Regions from separate parts of the Mus musculus genome. Here region 1 is linked to region 2. The links are chromatin contacts, called in public promoter capture Hi-C maps. All regions are on one chromosome and are shown on one strand. Each heading gives the region's core, a stretch centred on a gene start, on an enhancer-like site or on the middle of the called end of the contact. The rest is flanking DNA. Distances are from core to core; before and after follow the strand shown. Region 1 holds the start of Scube1 (signal peptide, CUB domain, EGF-like 1). Region 2 overlaps Scube1 (signal peptide, CUB domain, EGF-like 1).

Region 1 (4,530 bases), core at 727-3,226, 42 kb after region 2:
ATTGGAAAGAAGCACATGAGAGTCTTCCCTGCACATGAAAACACATGCAAAAGGCAGATACACACATGTACACACATGTAGCATCCCTCCTGAGGCTAGCAACCTCTGCTCAAGTGTGTGGTCCACCTCTGCAGTTGCTCAGAGGCAGGAGGCAAGAACCAAGCAGTATAGTAAACCAGAGAGCACAAGCCAAGGCCAGTAGGGAGGCCAGAGGGAGGGGCTCTCTGGAGAGCTGGTCACTGAGGGACCCACTACTTCAAGGGTAGGATGCCAGAGATGGCCAGACCATATGGGACACCTCTAAGAGCGGCTCATCTTTCCACTTCCTAATGGTCAGGGAATGAGAGTGAGGGTCAGGAAGTTTCCTGGGGTTCTGGGGTCCCTTCTATCTCGCACCTACATAGGATGGAACACAGAACTTGGGAAGGGGTGGCTGGGGCTGTCTGCCTTTCAAACTATAAACTTGGCCTGGAAGCAAGGTAGCCTGGCTGAGCCAGACTGCAGATCCCTGTGCAACCCTCAGATATAGGCTGCTCACTTCAACTCTGGTTTTCTTATTCAGCTGTTAGGGCTCCAGAGTCACCAGACTTCCACAGAGGGTAAGGAAAGGCAGAAGAGGATAGACACTAGGAGGGACAGAGAGGAAGGGAGAGGTACACAGGATAGTCCCACAAAAGTGAGGACCCCCAACACCTGGGAGAAATGCCCACGGACTGTCTAGTATCCTCAACAGGACCCAGCTTCTGGAATGGGCGCATGGAAGAAAACTCAGCGCCAATGGAGTAGCATGGACTAGCATAAACTCCCTAGCACTGGATCTCTGTGGGACTCTCCGGAGAGCAAGACAGGCAGGAACCTCCTCGCCCTCTCCAAGGAGAACAAGGAAGAATGTGAAAAGAGAGACTCGGTGTGCAGCTTTGCCCGGAAGCCCCTTCCGGGAAACTCAGATCACGGAGGGACACCCCCACCTAGCAGTTCCTTCTGCCTGGACCAAAGGCTGTGCCTGTGCCTCCGGCCCCCTCTCTCTGATGTCTGTTCTGTTATTCGTGTTCTCATCCACCTCCTTCCCTACGTCTGTCCGTCTTTTCTCCCCCTCCTGTCTGACAGTCCATCTGTCCATCTCTTCCCAGACATCTCCATCCTTCCTCTCTCACTCGGCCCCCTCCCTCGGCGACGCCCCTCCGAGTCCTCCCGTCTCTCTGTCTGGTGTCCATCTGTCTCCTCCTCTCTGTCCTTTGATCTGCCTTTCTCCATTCCGCTGTCCACTGCCTCCTCGCTCCCCTCCCTTGCCTCCTCTCCCCTCTTCCCTCCCGCGGCTGTCTTTCTGAGGGCTTCTTCCTGGGCCCTTTTGTCTGTTCCCACTACGCCTCGGCTCCTGTCCGTCTGTCCCTCTATCTTCCCACCTTCCCTCCAGTCTCAGCGCGTCCTTTCTGACCACCTCCGGGTATCTCCTACGCGGCAGCTGCCCAGTCCTTGGCCCCGGGGGAGCGCCGCTCTCGGTTCGGGGGTCCCCGCCCGTCTCCGTACGCATGCCGGGCCCCGCAGGCGGCCGTCGCGCTTCCTTTCTTCCTCTGGCCTCCCGCTTCCCCTCCCGGGGCCTCAGTCCACCCCGCCCCCGCCGGCCCCGGGCGCCCCGGGCGATCGCAGAAGTTACTTTGCAAGGAGGCAGGATCCGGCGCTGGGCGGCCTCCGACGGCGCGGGGTGGCAGCCTGTAGGACCCCGCGCGCCCTCATCCCCCTGGGTCCTCGCGCTTACCTGGCAGCCCGCTGCCCCCCACCAGCCGCCCGCGCGCTCCCAGAGCGAGCAGTAGGTACAAGTGCCAGCGCACGGCCGCCGCGCCCATGCTCGCTGCGGGCCGCGCCGGGTGCTGGCGTGCGGGGCACGGGACGCTCGGAGCGACCGCTCCGCGAGCGCTCCTGTCTGCAGCGAGCTCCGCTACCGCTCCGGCTCCCAGCCACATAGCCGGCGCGCAGGACAAGCTGACAGCCGCGCGCTCATTGGCCCGCGGCCGTGGGGGGCGGAGCTCCGCGGGAGGCCGTCCAGTGGGCGTCGGGTGGCGTGGCCTGCGGGCGTCTGGGCCCGCCTCCTCTCCCGGGGCCGGCGGCAGGTGGGGGGTGGGAGCCGAGAGAGCTGGGGTCGCGGTACAGGGTGTCACCCGGGGCCTGGACTGGGCCGCAGGCTGCTCTTCCCCAGTCCCTCTTTGTGTGCTGATCCCCGAGGTCCAGGGTGTCTGTTTCCCTTCAGATATGCACACACTCTGTTGGGGGAGTAGAGGTGAAGAAAGGCCCAGAGGCACCCAGGGATGGTGAAGAAGATGCTAAGAGCACGCAGCCAATACATAGGAATTTATTGAGCCGCTACTGGATGCCAAGTGCCGCTGGGGACAGCCACACACTAGTCAGCAGTGAAAGCTCTGGACGATAGCTTCAGAATTTGCGTACAAAATCAAAGGAACTTTTCAGTACTGCCCCGAAGGACAATGGTTATAGGAGTGTTTGTCTTGGACAGGCGCGTGTCGCGCCTAGAACCGTTCTCCCAGTGAATGGACGCGCGACCAGGCCGGATTGAGTGACCTCTCTCTACCCAGGCTCTTGTTGCTCTGCGAAGCCCAGATCCTCGGGTGACAGGCCCAGCGAGGCGGGAGAACCGTGGCGTCGCGGTCTCCCTAGCCCAGATCCTCCCCCAGCTCGGGGTCTACACCTGACCCCTCGGCCTTGAGGCCTGGCGGGCACTCAATGGCCTCTCTCAGCTCCGGAGGGAGGCAGGACACTGAAGAAGTTCAGCAAACCCCAAGGCCCATCTCCTTGACAACCACCAATAAGAGCTCCTGTTTTCTCCTGCTCTCCAGATTCAAAGACTAGAGTTTTAGCTTTTTGTCCACTCTGCCTGTGCAGTGTTGCGCCCAGCGGTTCCCATCCACGCTGGCTCTTTCTTCCTCCCTGCCCCCAGCACACACTTTTGCAGCCACCTCCAAGGCCCCAGAAGGTTAAAGTCATGTGTCTCGGCTCCTGCTGCTAGCCAGACTTCCCGTGGGCTTAGGGCAATGGTTTGGAGACTAAGGCAAGGGATCCATTTCCACGTTATGCAGATGGAATCAAGGAGGAAAACGTGGAACTCTGGCCTCTACTGTGTCCCCATAGGCTCCTACCCTGGCCACTGCATGCATTTTCTTTCCCTGGTTGCTCCTGGCCATGTAGTTTAATTTGGGGGACCTTGTTACCACGCCTTATTTTGTCTTCTCTCAGCTGTAGGGCTTTGAGATTTTTTTCTTCGCCTGTGCAACCAATCGATTTGTGAGATGTGTTGTGTGTGTGTGGGGGGGGGGGAGTGAGGGAGTTTGGGAGAGGAACTCTGACTTCTTAGCACAATGTTTTTCATGTCTCTTCCTCAGGGGCTCTCATCCCCACTCATATTCAGGGGGGATGGAGGCTTGGGATTCCCGTGAGTCCCCGGGGACTCTTTTGCTAATATGGAAATTTTATCTGCAGTAACCTTTATCTTCAGTGACTTGAAGGTCAGGTTTGCTGATGAACTAACACTCTTTAAGCGTGCAAAAGAAACGAGGGTCTCATCTAGGAGACCATGGCTCATGTGGCAGAACCAAAGGGCTGTGCAGGGTGGGGGGGAAGGAGGGCTGGGGGAGGGGAGCTGAGTCTCTAAGTTCCTGACCAAGGAGAAGGTTTATCTCCTTGGAAGAAGGAGGGGGTGGAGAAAGATGCTTTATTTCCTAGAGCAGAAGGCTCTAGATTGTTCTGGGGTGGGTTGGTTACATGGGATCATCACTCTAATGTCAGGACTAAGGATGTCTTGGCACCTTTGCATATTGAGCTGAGAAAGTGGAAGCCACTGGTTTGGGGAACAGACTGGGCTACCTCACATCCGAGCCACCTGTGTGCATTCTGCATGTCAATCGGCACCCACACCCTCCTCTGAGGTCCTCTCTAGACCAACCACAGGCACGGTAGCCTGGCACACAGCTTGCCTTTTGCACCCTGAACCCAATGTCACGTTGCCACCCGGACAGCCTTTGTTTCCTCCTGTCTGTACCCCAGTCCCTGCCCCATAAGCTTGGTGCAAGACCCCCTTCAGGCTCAGAAAATGGAAGTCCCCACTTTCACATCCCTCAGCTTTCTCTCTGTCACCATCCAAAAATGCAACCCTGGGGGCCTTCTCTGTGGCCACAGTTCCCAAAGGGAGCTAAGGCAATTATCATGTGATTCTGTGCATGAATGAACGAATGAACGAACGAACGAATGAATGAATGCATGAGTGAGTGGGTGAATGAACAAATGGTCCCAGAAACAAGGCAGAACCATCTGTGAACTCCTATTGCTCCAGTGAAGTAACTTTGGCCGTGCCAGGTCCTTAAGAATAAAAAGTGAGATGGTGAGATGGCTCAGCGGTTAAGAGCGCCGACTGCTCTTCCAAAGGTCCTGAGTTCAAATCCCAGTAACCACAAGGTGGCTCACAACCATCTATAACGAAATCTGATGCCATCCTCTGGAGTGTCTGAAGACAGCTACAGTGTA
Region 2 (4,635 bases), core at 586-3,085:
CCAGTGACTGGCTAGATCCCTGTGTGCTGACGAAGGCAGCTGGGAAAGTTAAGCCCTGAGCATGGAGGTGTGTCACCAATTGAGCTCTAACTACTTTGTGGCCACGACCCTGCAAGGCTTTCAAACAATATTAGCTCTCCTGGACCTAGCTGGCAGAATGACACTCTTGGAGAAGTAGCTTGACAAGCTGGGTGTCACTAACCCTCAAGGCCTCAGCAGGACAGAACCTGTGTGTAGTGACGCTGAGGGCCTCTCTCCAGCCCCGCCTCAGGGACCCTGTAACAGCTAGGGTGGGCCCGGGATGTCTTGCTTCTATCATCCCCCTTTAAAACCACAGTGGGCCTTCCTAGAAGGCAGGGAAACTAAACTAACCTAGGCACTGGAACTAAGCTAAGAAGATTCTAGGAGGCTTTAGAGGAGACCCTGAACCAGGTAACAGGGCCGAAGGACAGAGAGCGAACAGCTTATCTTTGAAGTCCCAGCTTGTCGAGAGATGCCAGAACCAGCCTACACCTTCTGCGGGGTGAAAAGGTTCCCTCTTTTAACAGATAGAGCCTCTCTGCATGGAATGTCCCCCTCTTTGGCTAGCTGAGGTGACAGACAGCAAATAGGGAGGAAGCCTGTGTACCTGCCCCGAAGGGAACCCTCAGTAAGAATACTATTTGATAGTTGTTCCTTCAATCAAAGGCAGTGTCCAATGTCAGGTGGGCATGCTGAGCCTAAGAAGGCCTGAAGACCTCACGCATGTCGGTCTGGCCTGAACCTCACCTGGCCAGCCAAGTGTGAGAAGTACCATGTTTCCCAAAATTTCTTTCGTCTCCCACCCCAACAGTCACCAGTCACTACTAACTTGTCCCCGACACTTAGGCCACCTGTGTCCCCAGCTCCCATGGCACAGCCTATCTTAGACCTCAGTGACCCGCCCCCCCCCCCCCATACACATTCTGTCTCACTCGTAAGCTTCCCTGGGTCGTAAACTTCAAGGGTGTGGCCACTGAGGACCCCAGGGTGGCCAGAACATGGCATCAATGATGGCGCCTAACAGTGTCCCTGGGGTCACTCACTGCCCAGGACAGGCACAGGTCTGGCACTGACATTGGAGCGGGCAGCCTTTAGCTGTGACTCCTGCCAGGCTTTGCTCTGGGGACACTACCCTTGCTCTCTAGTTCCCACTAGCCCTGAGGGGTCATTTCAGGGCTGGGGCCTACTCACTGTGGTTGTCCCCTCACAGGAAGGGTCTCTGAGGCCAAGGCATAGGCTTCTGGAGGGCGTCTGCAAAAGGTCTGTGGTTTGCTACCAAGGGCCGCTGCTTGGCCCCAGGTAGGGCTGTTTGTTTTTTTTATTAATAGTGGGCTGTTTGTTGTCTTTTGGATGAGGAACTCAAGTTTGCAGTTATTTATAACTGAAAATTACTCCTTGATCCTGTTTCATTCACTTTGTGTTGCCCATGAACGAGCACAATTTGACACAGAGACTCTGTGTTTTGAGTGGACCCCACCCATGTTTCTGTGGCTGCCCAGAATCCACTGTGTGTCCGGCCTTGCCTGGGCTCCAGCGTCCTGTGGGCGGGAACTGAAGCTCAGGCGCCTCGGAGAAGTCAGGCTCAACCTCCGCCCCTGAGCTTAGCCACCTGGTTCTGGCAGGAGCCGTGCGGGCCCTCCCCTTCCCCATCCCTCAGAAGGGCAGCTGAGGCAGAAATGCCTCTTGGCTATCGAATGACTCTTGCAAAATTGCATTTGATGAGTTAAGTGTAAATAAACGAGAACCAGATGGATTTGATTTCGGGTAAAATACACACGGGTCTTAGAGATCCGGGGCCTTGAGTTCCAACAGAGCCAGAACACTCCTGAATTGTCAAGAGCTCTGACTTGGCAGGGAGGAGGGAGCAGCAGGTCATGGCTGACCTATCTACTTACTGCCCTGGGTGTCATCTGAAGCTTTCTCCCGGGCCCCCTGCCGGTTAGCAGCATGCAGCCTCCAGGGTCTGGGCCCAAGTCTAAACTCAGGACTGAGTGATGAGACCAGAATGGAGCTCAGCTCTCTAGACCAGCAAGCCCACTGTTACGTGAAAACCCCCAATGCAGCCCAGGAAGGCCAGGCTCTCCTGGAGCTACCTGTATCCAGGCACTGCTTCTCCAGGAAAGCCCTGCCTTCTGGGCCCAGCTGCTAATCTAGGCCCCCCAGGGCTCTCTGTGTGGCCAAGCGCTGGTTTGCTGCCTAGCTCAGACTGGGGCTACTTCCCCTCAGAACTGCCTGTGACCCTGTGACCACTGCCTATGGGTCTGTATCTTTTCCCACAGGTCACACCAGACGGGGCACTATTCATTGAGGGACTGTTCTGACCTCGAGCTGCTGAGCCATGTAAGGCCTGGGTTTCATTCTCTGTAAGGCAGGGACCACAATGTTGGAAGGGAAGGGAGCGGTCAGGAAAGCACAGAACCAAATCTCCCAGCACCTGAACAGGCCCACATGCTAATCAACAAATGTGAGCAGTGCCGAACAGAGATACAGTAAATGTCTTGAATCTCCGGGGCTTGCAGGCATGGCGTGCTGGACAGCCAAGTCCCTTCCAGATCAGAAACGTGACAACGAGCCACATGAGAAGCCTGCCTGGCCTTCTGGTCTCTGAGCGGAGGAGTTCCTTAAACTGCCTTCCTCTTGACTGGACATCAGGCCATTCACCCCCAGGATTGCTCTGGGGTTGGGAGTGGGGGCCGGGGTGGGGTAGGGGTGGGGGAGACACCAGCTTATGGTTGTGTTTAAAACTGACCAGACCAGGGGTGGAAGGAACTGTGCGTGTGGTCTGCTCGCTATGTGGGACAGCCTTCTGCTCTTTCCTTTCTAGAGTTGCGTTTTAGAATGGAGCTGCAGTTCACACTCTGGTGTGCACCGTGGACATTTCTAGCGGACTCGCTGGGTCATGCAAAACCGTCACTACTAATTCTAGGTCATGACCTTCCCACCAATCAGTATGGATGTCCCCTTCACAGTGAGTCCCAGGGCTCCCGAACCCTAGGTCTCTACATATTTACCTAGTCTAGCCATTTCACATCAATAGAATTGCTTATTATCAATGTTATGATAACTATATAAATTTATAAAACATAATAGTTATAATAATATATTGTTCTCTGGGTTTGGCTTCTTTTACATGACATCCTGTTTTGAAGCTTCCCCCAGTGTGGCATTGTACTAGAAGCTGCATTCTTTTTTTTTTTTTTCTTATGACCGAGTAATATTTCCACGTCTATATATCTGCCACCATATTGGATTCCCTGGAGCTGGACTGTAAGTGGTTATGAACTTCCTGATGTGAGTGCTAAGAACCAAGCTCAGGTCCTCGGAAAGAGCCGCAGATGCCTTAGCCACAGCGGTCACTCCAGTGTCCCCGTATCTAAGAGCTTCCTGTTAGGCTACATCACTTGACACTGTCAGCAGCAAAGTGTGAGGCTTCCAGCTCTCCACATCCACACGGTCAGCGCTTGTCAGAAGGGCCACTCTAGTGGGTGTGACCTGGTGTCTCCTGGCTTCTAGTCACACTTCCCTGACTGCTAACAACCTTAAACAGTTTTTTTTTTCTGAATGTACAGTGGTCATTTGCATATCCTCTTTAGAGGCCTCTCTATTCAAATCTTGCTCTTTTTGTGGAAATACATAAACTGGGTTGTACAACCTAGTGCAGTGTGGCGTAGTGGCTCACAGTTGTGTGAAGTTGTCTGACAGCTGGGACTTCCCACTCTGCCCACCCTCCTCTACCAAGGCTGGGCCTCTGAGACATGGAAGGTTTCACACTATCCATTGTTTGCTTAGTTAGGGTTTCACTGCTGTGAACAGACACCATGACCAAGGCAACTCTTAGAAGAACATTTAATTGAGGCTGGCTTACAGGTTCAGAGGTTCAGTCCATTATCATCAAGGTGGGAACAGGGTAGTATCTAGGCAGGCATGATGCAGGCAGAGCTGAGAGTTCTCCATCTCCATCTGAAGGCTGCTAGTGGAAGATTGCCTTCCAGGCAGTTAGGATGAGGGTCTTAAGTCCACACCCACAGCGACATGCCTACTCCAACAAGGCCACACCTCCTAATAGTGCCCCTCTTTGGAAAAAACATTACACTTGTCAACATCCTGCTCTGACCATGCCTCATAGCAGCATCTCTGATGACTGATAATCTGCTCTTGGAGCTAGGCACCTCCTCTACCATCCTCTACGACTGTACATTGGCTAGTGCGGTGCCTGCCTTTGGATGTCCAGCAGACACACCTGACCCACCAGAGTCCAGGCTGGTCTCCTAACATCACCTCTCACAGACGAGCCGAGTCAAACACACAGCTGCATTAGGCTCCCAGCCTCTGTCTCACCACAGAGCCCAGACACCTGGCTGTCAATCTCAATACCACCTTCCCATCCCTACATCTGGTCCCTGTGACAGTTGTACCTGCTGTAAAATCCCCAAGCACAAATCCATCTCTCACCTCTCCCTGTGGGATAGCTGGCCAGCCTCCCTTGCTCAGACCCATATCCCTGCCTTTACCCCACAGCCCCATCAAAAAGACCATGTTATCTACTTCCTGAAGCCCCCCCAAAAGCCCACAAACAGGCTTCCTTTTCCCTGGTCACCAAAGGTGATCGCTCTG

Evidence for each region. Promoter capture Hi-C pulls out the DNA fragments that hold promoters and counts their contacts.
Region 1: a contact with region 2 is called in a promoter capture Hi-C map of second pharyngeal arch cranial neural crest, with 2.4 times the contacts expected there. The contact joins the promoter of Scube1 here to the enhancer-like site in region 2. A contact is called at or near these places in 4 of 39 promoter capture datasets (embryonic stem cells, frontonasal cranial neural crest, maxillary cranial neural crest and 1 more), 9 of 484 Hi-C or Micro-C datasets (the N1E-115 cell line, Sertoli cells, cranial neural crest and 4 more), 10 of 115 datasets of contacts at active chromatin or transcription factors (craniofacial prominence, embryonic fibroblasts, embryonic forebrain and 6 more) and 4 of 9 other capture datasets (adipose tissue, embryonic stem cells, liver and 1 more).

Annotation. Positions count from the first base shown.
Region 1 is chr15:83,723,063-83,727,592 of GRCm38.p6, forward strand. Scube1 (signal peptide, CUB domain, EGF-like 1) reads right to left here and starts at 1,977. Exons shown (of 22, transcript NM_022723.3): 1 at 1,757-1,977. The coding sequence starts at 1,844.
Region 2 is chr15:83,681,521-83,686,155 of GRCm38.p6, forward strand. All of the region lies in intron 3 of Scube1 (signal peptide, CUB domain, EGF-like 1), which reads right to left. Among named protein-coding and RNA genes, the nearest start is that of Gm52183, 11 kb to the right of the region's middle. Within about 2 kb of position 1,836, at least 24 of the 459 cell types and tissues checked have an H3K27ac peak or open chromatin away from gene starts, as enhancers often do. A contact at or near this core is called in the N1E-115 cell line, craniofacial prominence, embryonic limb bud and 1 more, where this site is marked.